Linked DNA regions of Gossypium hirsutum: regions 1 and 3 are each linked to region 2. A link is a contact called in public Hi-C data. All regions are on one chromosome and are shown on one strand. Each heading gives the region's core, a stretch centred on a gene start, on an enhancer-like site or on the middle of the called end of the contact. The rest is flanking DNA. Distances are from core to core; before and after follow the strand shown.

Evidence for each region. A called contact is a pair of places that touch in the nucleus more often than the background predicts.
Region 1: a Hi-C map of hypocotyl shows a contact between it and region 2, with 2.3 times the contacts expected there. The contact joins the promoter of LOC107942491 here to the promoter of LOC107929990 in region 2. A contact is called at or near these places in 3 of 34 Hi-C or Micro-C datasets (hypocotyl and leaf).
Region 3: a Hi-C map of leaf shows a contact between it and region 2, with 2.3 times the contacts expected there. The contact joins the promoter of LOC121207799 here to the promoter of LOC107929990 in region 2. A contact is called at or near these places in 4 of 34 Hi-C or Micro-C datasets (all in leaf).

What each region holds. Positions count from the first base shown.
Region 1 is chrA10:114,543,405-114,546,104 of Gossypium_hirsutum_v2.1, forward strand. It overlaps LOC107942491 (16 kDa phloem protein 1), which reads left to right and starts at 1,304. Exons shown (of 5, transcript XM_016876162.2): 1 at 1,304-1,514; 2 at 2,164-2,229. The coding sequence starts at 1,448.
Region 2 is chrA10:114,742,598-114,745,297 of Gossypium_hirsutum_v2.1, forward strand. It overlaps LOC107929990 (E3 ubiquitin-protein ligase SDIR1), which reads right to left and starts at 1,327. Exons shown (of 9, transcript XM_016861549.2): 1 at 1,137-1,327; 2 at 543-759; 3 at 227-281; 4 at 87-139. The coding sequence starts at 620.
Region 3 is chrA10:114,896,013-114,898,712 of Gossypium_hirsutum_v2.1, forward strand. LOC121207799 (thylakoid lumenal 15 kDa protein 1, chloroplastic) reads left to right here and starts at 1,271. Exons shown (of 8, transcript XM_041078181.1): 1 at 1,271-1,466; 2 at 1,543-1,662; 3 at 2,571-2,666. The coding sequence starts at 1,344.

The DNA.
Region 1 (2,700 bases), core at 54-2,553, 200 kb before region 2:
TATAAATGTAAATATAATATATATTTACATAAACATCTGCTGGTACCAAATCAATAACTAGCAGCCTTTTGAGATGGTGTATAATAATGGGCATCCACCTTGTTTTGACCAAGTCCCACATCCATAAAAATCAAACCAAGTTTGGAATATTTAAAAAGCAAGTTGGTCTAGCTAAGATAAATGGTTAAAATTAAATACCTTATATTTATTTATCAAATACGGTATATTTTATATGTTACTAGGATAAAATATTTTACTTTACTCTCCAATAAATTTTCTGATATAATATCAAATTTAATTTTTAACATTTATATATTTTTATTAAATTAAAATTTCTTTTTATTTTATTTTTTTAAAATGAACACTCTTAAAAAAGAATATTTTATTTTATTTAAAAAAACAAAATTTTAATTTAATAATTAAAAATTCTAAATTCTAAATAATTGATTCGCATAAATTTTTTTGTACAATATGAATCACGTAATCATTGGCACTCATGTGTAAAATCACGATGATTTAAATCATAAAAACTTCATGATGAAACCAACTTTAATTAAATTAATTGAATAAAAATATTTTTTAAATTAATAATTAATAATTAAAATTTTAAATTTTACGTTTTACAAAAAATTAAGAAATTAGTCCCTAATTGGATAATATTGTTAAACTTTATAATTAAATTATTGAAAACCCATAATTTAGCGATTTATATTACTTTTAAACAAAAATTAACTGTTCAAGTTCGTAAGTTTAACAACTAAAATAACTTTTTAATTTTCATAAAGTACAAGGATGGAATTTTAACGAATTAATGTCATGAAGGATAGGGGTGAAATTCATATTTTAAAAATGGATAAATTAACATTTAGTCCTTAAATTTAATAAAAAAATTTCATTTTGTCCATATCAGCCTCGAAACATGACACTTTTTTTCTCTAAATCGGTCCCTAAATTTATATTTCATTAAAGCATGATGACGTAACACTACGAGAGTATGTTAAATCCATCGCTTGAATATTTTTTAAAAATTTTAAAAATTTCTACCATATTTTAACAAATTGTTTAAATGCTTTTATAATTTTTTAAAGTTCTCATGTGATGATGTGGCATTTTGTGTTGTCAGAAATTGAGAAAAGTTGTCAAATTTCAAGTCTAATGTGGACAAAAAAAAGTTCAAGGATCAATTTAAAATAAAATCAACAAGTTCAAGGACTAAATGTTGATTTATCCCACAGGAAAATTTTCTAACATTCACCAGACTCTCTTTTATTTGTCAGGGTCACGTGTTCTATATGTGAAAAGACCCGTCAGCCTATAAACGCTTCCATTGCCAAATTCTTCCATTTCTTCTATATAAAGAATCCAAAGAGTCAATCGACTCAAAAAGGTCCAAAAGTTTTCATTCAAAAGAATCTCTCTGAGAAAAAAAAAAGCATCAAATTCAAGGATGGCTGTTGGAATATTGGAAGTGTTCTTGGTTAGTGCAAAAGGCCTTCAAGACTCAGATTTTCTGGGTATGTAATTTTATTGAAACTTCATTTTTTTTTGGATTTATCATTTTATGTTTTCAAATTCTTCCTTTGTTTCATTTTCTTGCTCAATTTCTGTTTTTTTTTCAAGTTTTCATCATGTTTTTTAAATGGAAATACAGAGAATTAAGAGTAAGAGAAATGGTTTTTGATTTGTGCATGTTCTTTGCTTGGTCAATGAAGAGAACCCATTTCTAGTCAATTTAAGATCGAGTGATGGGTGTTTAAATTTTTTTAATTGAATTTTATAGAAAATAGCATAGCTGAAAAACCTTAAAATTCCTTGTTGTCATTAGTAAATCTCAACTTTCTTTCCTGTTATTAAAATATTGATTTGAGTTTAGTTAAGTTAGTTCATGCTGCAGCTTAATATTGAACATTTGTAATATAGATTTTTTCAAAAATTTAAACTATGGGTTTCTCTGCACTAAAAAAAAAATGGTGAAGTGAGCATGATCTGGTTCTTATGTTCTGGATTTTTTCCAAGCTGTAAATCCACATTGTTTCCAGCATTTAACATCCTGGAAAATGAAAAAAAAAAGGTCGTGATTGGTGCAAGATTAGAGACTAATGTGACTTTTTGCAGATGAACTAATGAGTTTTTTTTCCTTTTTTTTTTGTTTGTGATTGGTAGGTGATATGGATCCATATGTTATAATTCAATACAAAGGTCAAGAACGCAAAAGCAGTACGGCCAGAGGTAATTATGAAGTCTTTTTTCCTTTATTTTAAACCTCTTGACTTCTAAATTGCTTGAATTCAGGGTTAGTGTCAGACATGGATTTATGTTGAATACGAGTATGCTCAATTTTCTTTTTAAGTTTTTTAATATATGTAGAGAATAATACCTTTGTATCCCATGTCTTAATATGTGTTGGATATAGGTATTTTACATGGTTCAGGTTTGGGTTTGAATTTATTCGAGTTCTGAGTTGTTGAGGGTTCGGTTCATTTTGAGTTTGGGACATTCGATATCAATCAGATTTTCAGGTTGGGTCATCTTAGGTTCGAGTTACTCCGATGAATCGGCTTAGATTTTCAGGTTCAGATAAAAAATACTAACAGGTCTTTATCAAGCCATACCAATGAAAGTGAGAAACATTATTGGCAATAATCGGAGGAAGCATATCATACATTTTTGTTGTCCTTCTATCACCAGTTCATAACATCG
Region 2 (2,700 bases), core at 77-2,576:
TAAAAAAGTGCATTAAATTAGTTCAAAATTGTGAACCAAACATGCAAACACCATTAGAAACTTAGCTACTTAGCGAAGGAAATTACCAGAAAATTAGGTGACAACTGCTGCGAATTCATTATCATGAATAGCAAAAGTACTGTTTTAACAAAGAAAAATATCAGAAGCAACTAACCAAGAAAAATAAAAGAGAGAAACTAAGATGAACACAAAGCTATACCGATACCTGTAACGAGAAACACAAAAGAGTTGGAATTAACAGGACGTCCTGCATGGACACGCTAAGAACCAATCGACTTAAATTAAAACATATTTATATAAAAAATCCATTAAAATCAAGAATGAACAAACTGTAACTGCAATTCAAAAAGCCTAAGTTGCTAATCATCAAAAGCATGTTTAAGCTCAAATTGCAATAATAAGTAACAGCAACTTGAACGAACCGGATTTCACCACCAATTCAAACCATATAAACCTAAAGGCAATGATGTATCATGACTATAACAATGGAAACTCAAGTGTTCGAAGTAATAGTAACATACCACGGTACGCCTCTCCGGAATAAGCACTGGAAATCCACTCTCTAAATCCGATCTTGACCCTCGGAAAACGAAACTCATTGTTGAAGAAAACAAATTCACCAGCTCAACTAAATACAATCAATAATTGAAAACAAAAACACAAAAAGGGTTCCCGAATTTTCAAATCTCCGCAGAATAGAGGAATTAACTTTTCTATATTGAATCCTCAAGAAAGAATCTGCACAAATTAAATAACATTTAATCAGAAAAATCAATCCAATCATTTTCAATTCTCATTTCCTATAATTTCCAGCATATTTTAATCAAAATTCAAATAAATCCTTCAAAAATCCACCTTATATCTTCTTAAAAACAGTTTAAAAAAAATGGAAATGATTCGATATCAATTTAATAGATTTTACATTTGTTAATCGAACAACAAATGTTAATTCAAAAAAATTCCAACGGAAATTATCTAAAAGATCCTAATCTCTAATTAATTACATAAATAAGTTCTTGAACTAACAGATCCGTATTTAATATACTAAAAACTTTCAAAAAATCGAAAAAAATTGATGAGAAATGACGAAACGAAAGAGGACGAAGAAGACTTACGGAGATCGGAGGATGAAACAACGTCGGATCTGGTTCCTCTTTGAAAATTGTAATGTCGACGATATTACTTGCAAAGATTAAAGGACTGAGCCTGCAAAGGAGCGAGTTCACTCGAACGAGTTAGGCTTTTTCTTGCCTAACGCCTTTCCTCGTCACCTTGCAAACAAATTATTATTATTTTTTGGCTTTCTCTGGTCCGAACGAGGACTCGAAAACGATGTTAACTATCTTCCTAAACGACACCGTTTCGTAGTTTTTCTGTTCCTTTTTTTGTATAATTACAAATATAGCTTCTAACTTTTTATCTAATTTTTCACATTAATTCTCGACCTTTGTTGATTGTTCTATTTGAGTTTTCTTTTTATTTTAACACTATTATTTTCCCATTGTTCTTTTCTAAAAATAATTTTGTTATAATTTAAATCAGCTAATCGATTGACTTTTTTCTTAATCGACATAATCAAATCCATCTAAAATTGATCGATTAAGTCTATTAAATTAAATCGTGTTACATTTAGGTCAGAGGTGTAGTCAAAGAAGACAACCAAAACATTTGCTCCCTTGATTAAATGAAAAAAATAGCAGCTTTGGTCCTTTATACTGGAGGTGTTTAGGCCACTGGGGTAGACCTGAATTTATATTTTTCAACTTTGAATAAGTTTGGTCTTGGACTCTTTGACACGGATCATAAACACCTCAATCCAATATTCTGACACATTAGTTAACAAAATTCTTAGAATAAGGACTGAAGTGAAAATATAATAAAACTATTAAATCCTACAGATGAAATTTACCCTTTTTAATTTTTAGATTTAGACAAACAATGCACTGTCAGAAACAGAGGTGACAGCCGAGGTAGTGGAATATATTTGTCTTTCTGACTGAATTTCTTTTTCTTTTTTAATTTTTAATTACAATTACAAAAAAAAAGTTTTAACTGAGGTGGGTCCTATGTTTCGCACGTGTCGATATAGGAAATTGACTTTCCGATTAAAAGCCTGGTTAGTAGATGCACACGTGCTTTCTCGAAATGGTATCAAAGATTTTGATAACAGGGGTCCACCACACTTCGTAAAACCTGGAAAGTACCCAATCCTAGCCTTCTCCTATTAAAAGAAAATCATTAAAGGCAGTCAACTGATTTTGAATCTCACTATTTATTTAATTTTTTACATAAATTATATAATCTTAAAAATTCAAAATCATTCATATCAATTATTTATATTAATGTAATGAGAAATTTTTAAAGTATCGTTCATCGAATAGTCGATCGTATCCTTAAATAATAAAGATAATTTTAAGTTTTGAAGAGAGCCTCAATGAGTTCATGGAGTTGGTAGCAGCACCTAACCCCTAATGGTTGCTCGACAAAGAGTTGATCCATTGGAAAGATAAGATAAACCTCTATAATATAACTCAATACAAATTTAAATTAATTCAAAATCTTTTTTTAAGGTAAAATCATTAATTCATTCGATGAATGAAATCATACAATTAAGAAAAAAATAGCAAACACTCGTTGTAGATAATGAAAGACAAGCTCTATCAACACAACAAAAGCTTT
Region 3 (2,700 bases), core at 21-2,520, 150 kb after region 2:
TTCTACAAGTTGCAATCAATGCTTTTTGCTTTGATTCGTTATAAGTTAATTTTTTTGACTTAATTTTCCATTCCCAACTCTCAAATATTTAATATTTGGGATAATATGTATATTGAATCTCAATTCGATTAATATGAGTATTGTTGTCAGTACAGGAGAACGTAGGTTCGAGTATACTGAAGCGCATTATCTTCATATTTAAGGGTTGGAGATGGACTACAAATAGTTTCATGACTTGTGTAAAAAAAATCACATATGACCAGAACCTATAATGAAATTGTTCAAAAAATAATATCTGAGATAATATTACTTTGAAAAATTTTAAATTAATAAATTACATGAAAATTAATTGTTTATTTGAATCGACATATAATTAAAAAATATTTTTTATCATAAAAAAACCACTAGTAATATTCGAATTAAAGCTTTTATTTTTAATATAATTAAAATATTTTTATATTATTAAATTATTTTATTATCTTAAATATATACTATTAATATTAAGCTTAATTATTTAGTAGAGTTCGAATTTGAATACTTACAAATTTTATCAAATTCAAATTCAAGCTTAAACATAAAAATTATTAAATGAAATTAATCGAACTTGAACTTGAACTTTAATATAAATATTTGATCAAATTCGAGAAAAATAATCGAGCTTCGAATTTTGATTCAAACTCGAACTTTTCGATATTTAAGCTTAGTTAGACTTGGTTACACCCTAATGTACACGCAAACTCCAGTTTGTTGAAAAACATATGGGCCAATACATCTATCAGACCGGCTCAGCCACAGACAGTTTGTACCCCCTATATCAGGCCGGGTCAGCCCACAATCAAGCCAACCGAAACTCGAAACGGATCACGTGTAAAATCATAACAGAAAACAAATGTTAAAATATGCCTATAGTCCCTATACTTTTCAAAAATTAATAATTTTGTCTCTGTTCTTATATTTTCAAGAATTTAGTCCTTCAACTTTCCAAATTTCAAAATTCTAATCCAACTGTTAATATTTCCAATTTTTTTTGTTAAATTCATATTAATTACAACATCTTTTTTTAATTACATGACTATCAAGTGAATAGTTTTTTATTTCAAAATAACGCATCATCAAATTATTATGAATTTTGAAATATGAAAAATAGAGATTAAATTTCTAGAAATACAAATATAGGGACTAAATTTCTAATTTTTTAAAAGTATAGGGACTACAATCACATTTTAACCAAAAAAATCATTATCCATATTCTGCCATTTAAGCATTATCCATATCTGCCATTACCATTGTCTGAAATCAGACAATAACAGCAAACAGAAAAAAAGAAGATCATCCTCAAAGACATGGCTATGCTGTATAATTTCAACAATGTTTCTTTATATTCCAAAAAATTCTCTGTAAAAAACCCCTCAAAGTCCCCTCTTTGCTTCATCAAACCCCACTCTTTAAACTATCATAAACCCAAGGTTCTCTTTTCGACCCTTCTTTCCATTTTTTTTCATTTTCTTTGATTAATTTAAGGTTGTTTGTTTTTTGGAGCAGGTTTTTGAAGACAAACTTGAAAAGGGTTCTTTTTCATTAAGTGAAACATTTTCAAAAGCTGGCTTGCTTGCTCTTGTTTCAGCTTCCATTTTATTGGTAGATCCTGCACTTGCTTTCAAGGTAACATTTTTAATGAATCTATGGTATTCGGATTCGGATGTGAGTATCAAATTCGGGTTTTTCTAGTTTTTTCATATAATTAGCGGTAAAAGTATAATAAAGACCGGTAATTAAATTACATTTTGTCTTTTTTAATAAAAAATGGGTAATTATATCTTCAATAAATAGCAAACTGATTTTCTGTTAAAAAATTCATCGATTCTTATTATTAAAAATTGGTCCATGTACATAAGCATGAGGTGTGTGTGGCATGTCATCTGTCGTTGTCTGGTTATTTCGCCTGTCGTGCTAGTTTTTAACGGTATAAATAAAAAAAAATAATAAAAAAGTATTAGCTTGCTCTTTAATCTAACATATCGGAACTAATTTATCCGTCAAAATGTAATTCGACTCCTAGTACAAGGGCCTATTATATCCCAGACCAATATTAAGGGTGTAATCAAGTCGAGCTAAGCCCGGATACTGTCAAGCTTGAGCTCAAGCTCGAGCTCGAGCTTGACTCAAAATTCAGAATTTGATATTGGGCTCGAGATATAATCGAGCTAGTCGGGCTCAATTAAGCTTGTTTACCAATTTGAACTCGAGCTTGATTTAATAATTAAACTTAGGGTTAACCATATGTATTAAGAGCAATACCGTAATTTAATAATATAAAAATGTGAAAAGCTCGATAAGGCTCGTGAGCCGTTCGAGCCAAGTATGACTAAGCTTGAATTCGACTCGATCGATAGCTTGAGCTCGGCTTAATAATTACATAATCAAGTGCTTGCGAGCTACAATATCTCATTTTCAACCCTAACCGATATACCTCGAACATGAGTATTACATACGGATATTTAAATAAAATATAGAATTGAAGTGTAATGATTCGAATCGGTTTTCGATGTGACAATGTGCATTGTTAAAAGGGAGGAGGGCCTTATGGATCTGAAGTAACAAGGGGACAAGACTTAACCGGCAAAGATTTTAGTGGCAAGACATTGATCAAACAAGATTTCAAGACGGTAATGTTCTTTTCTTTCTTTTTCAGTTAATTGA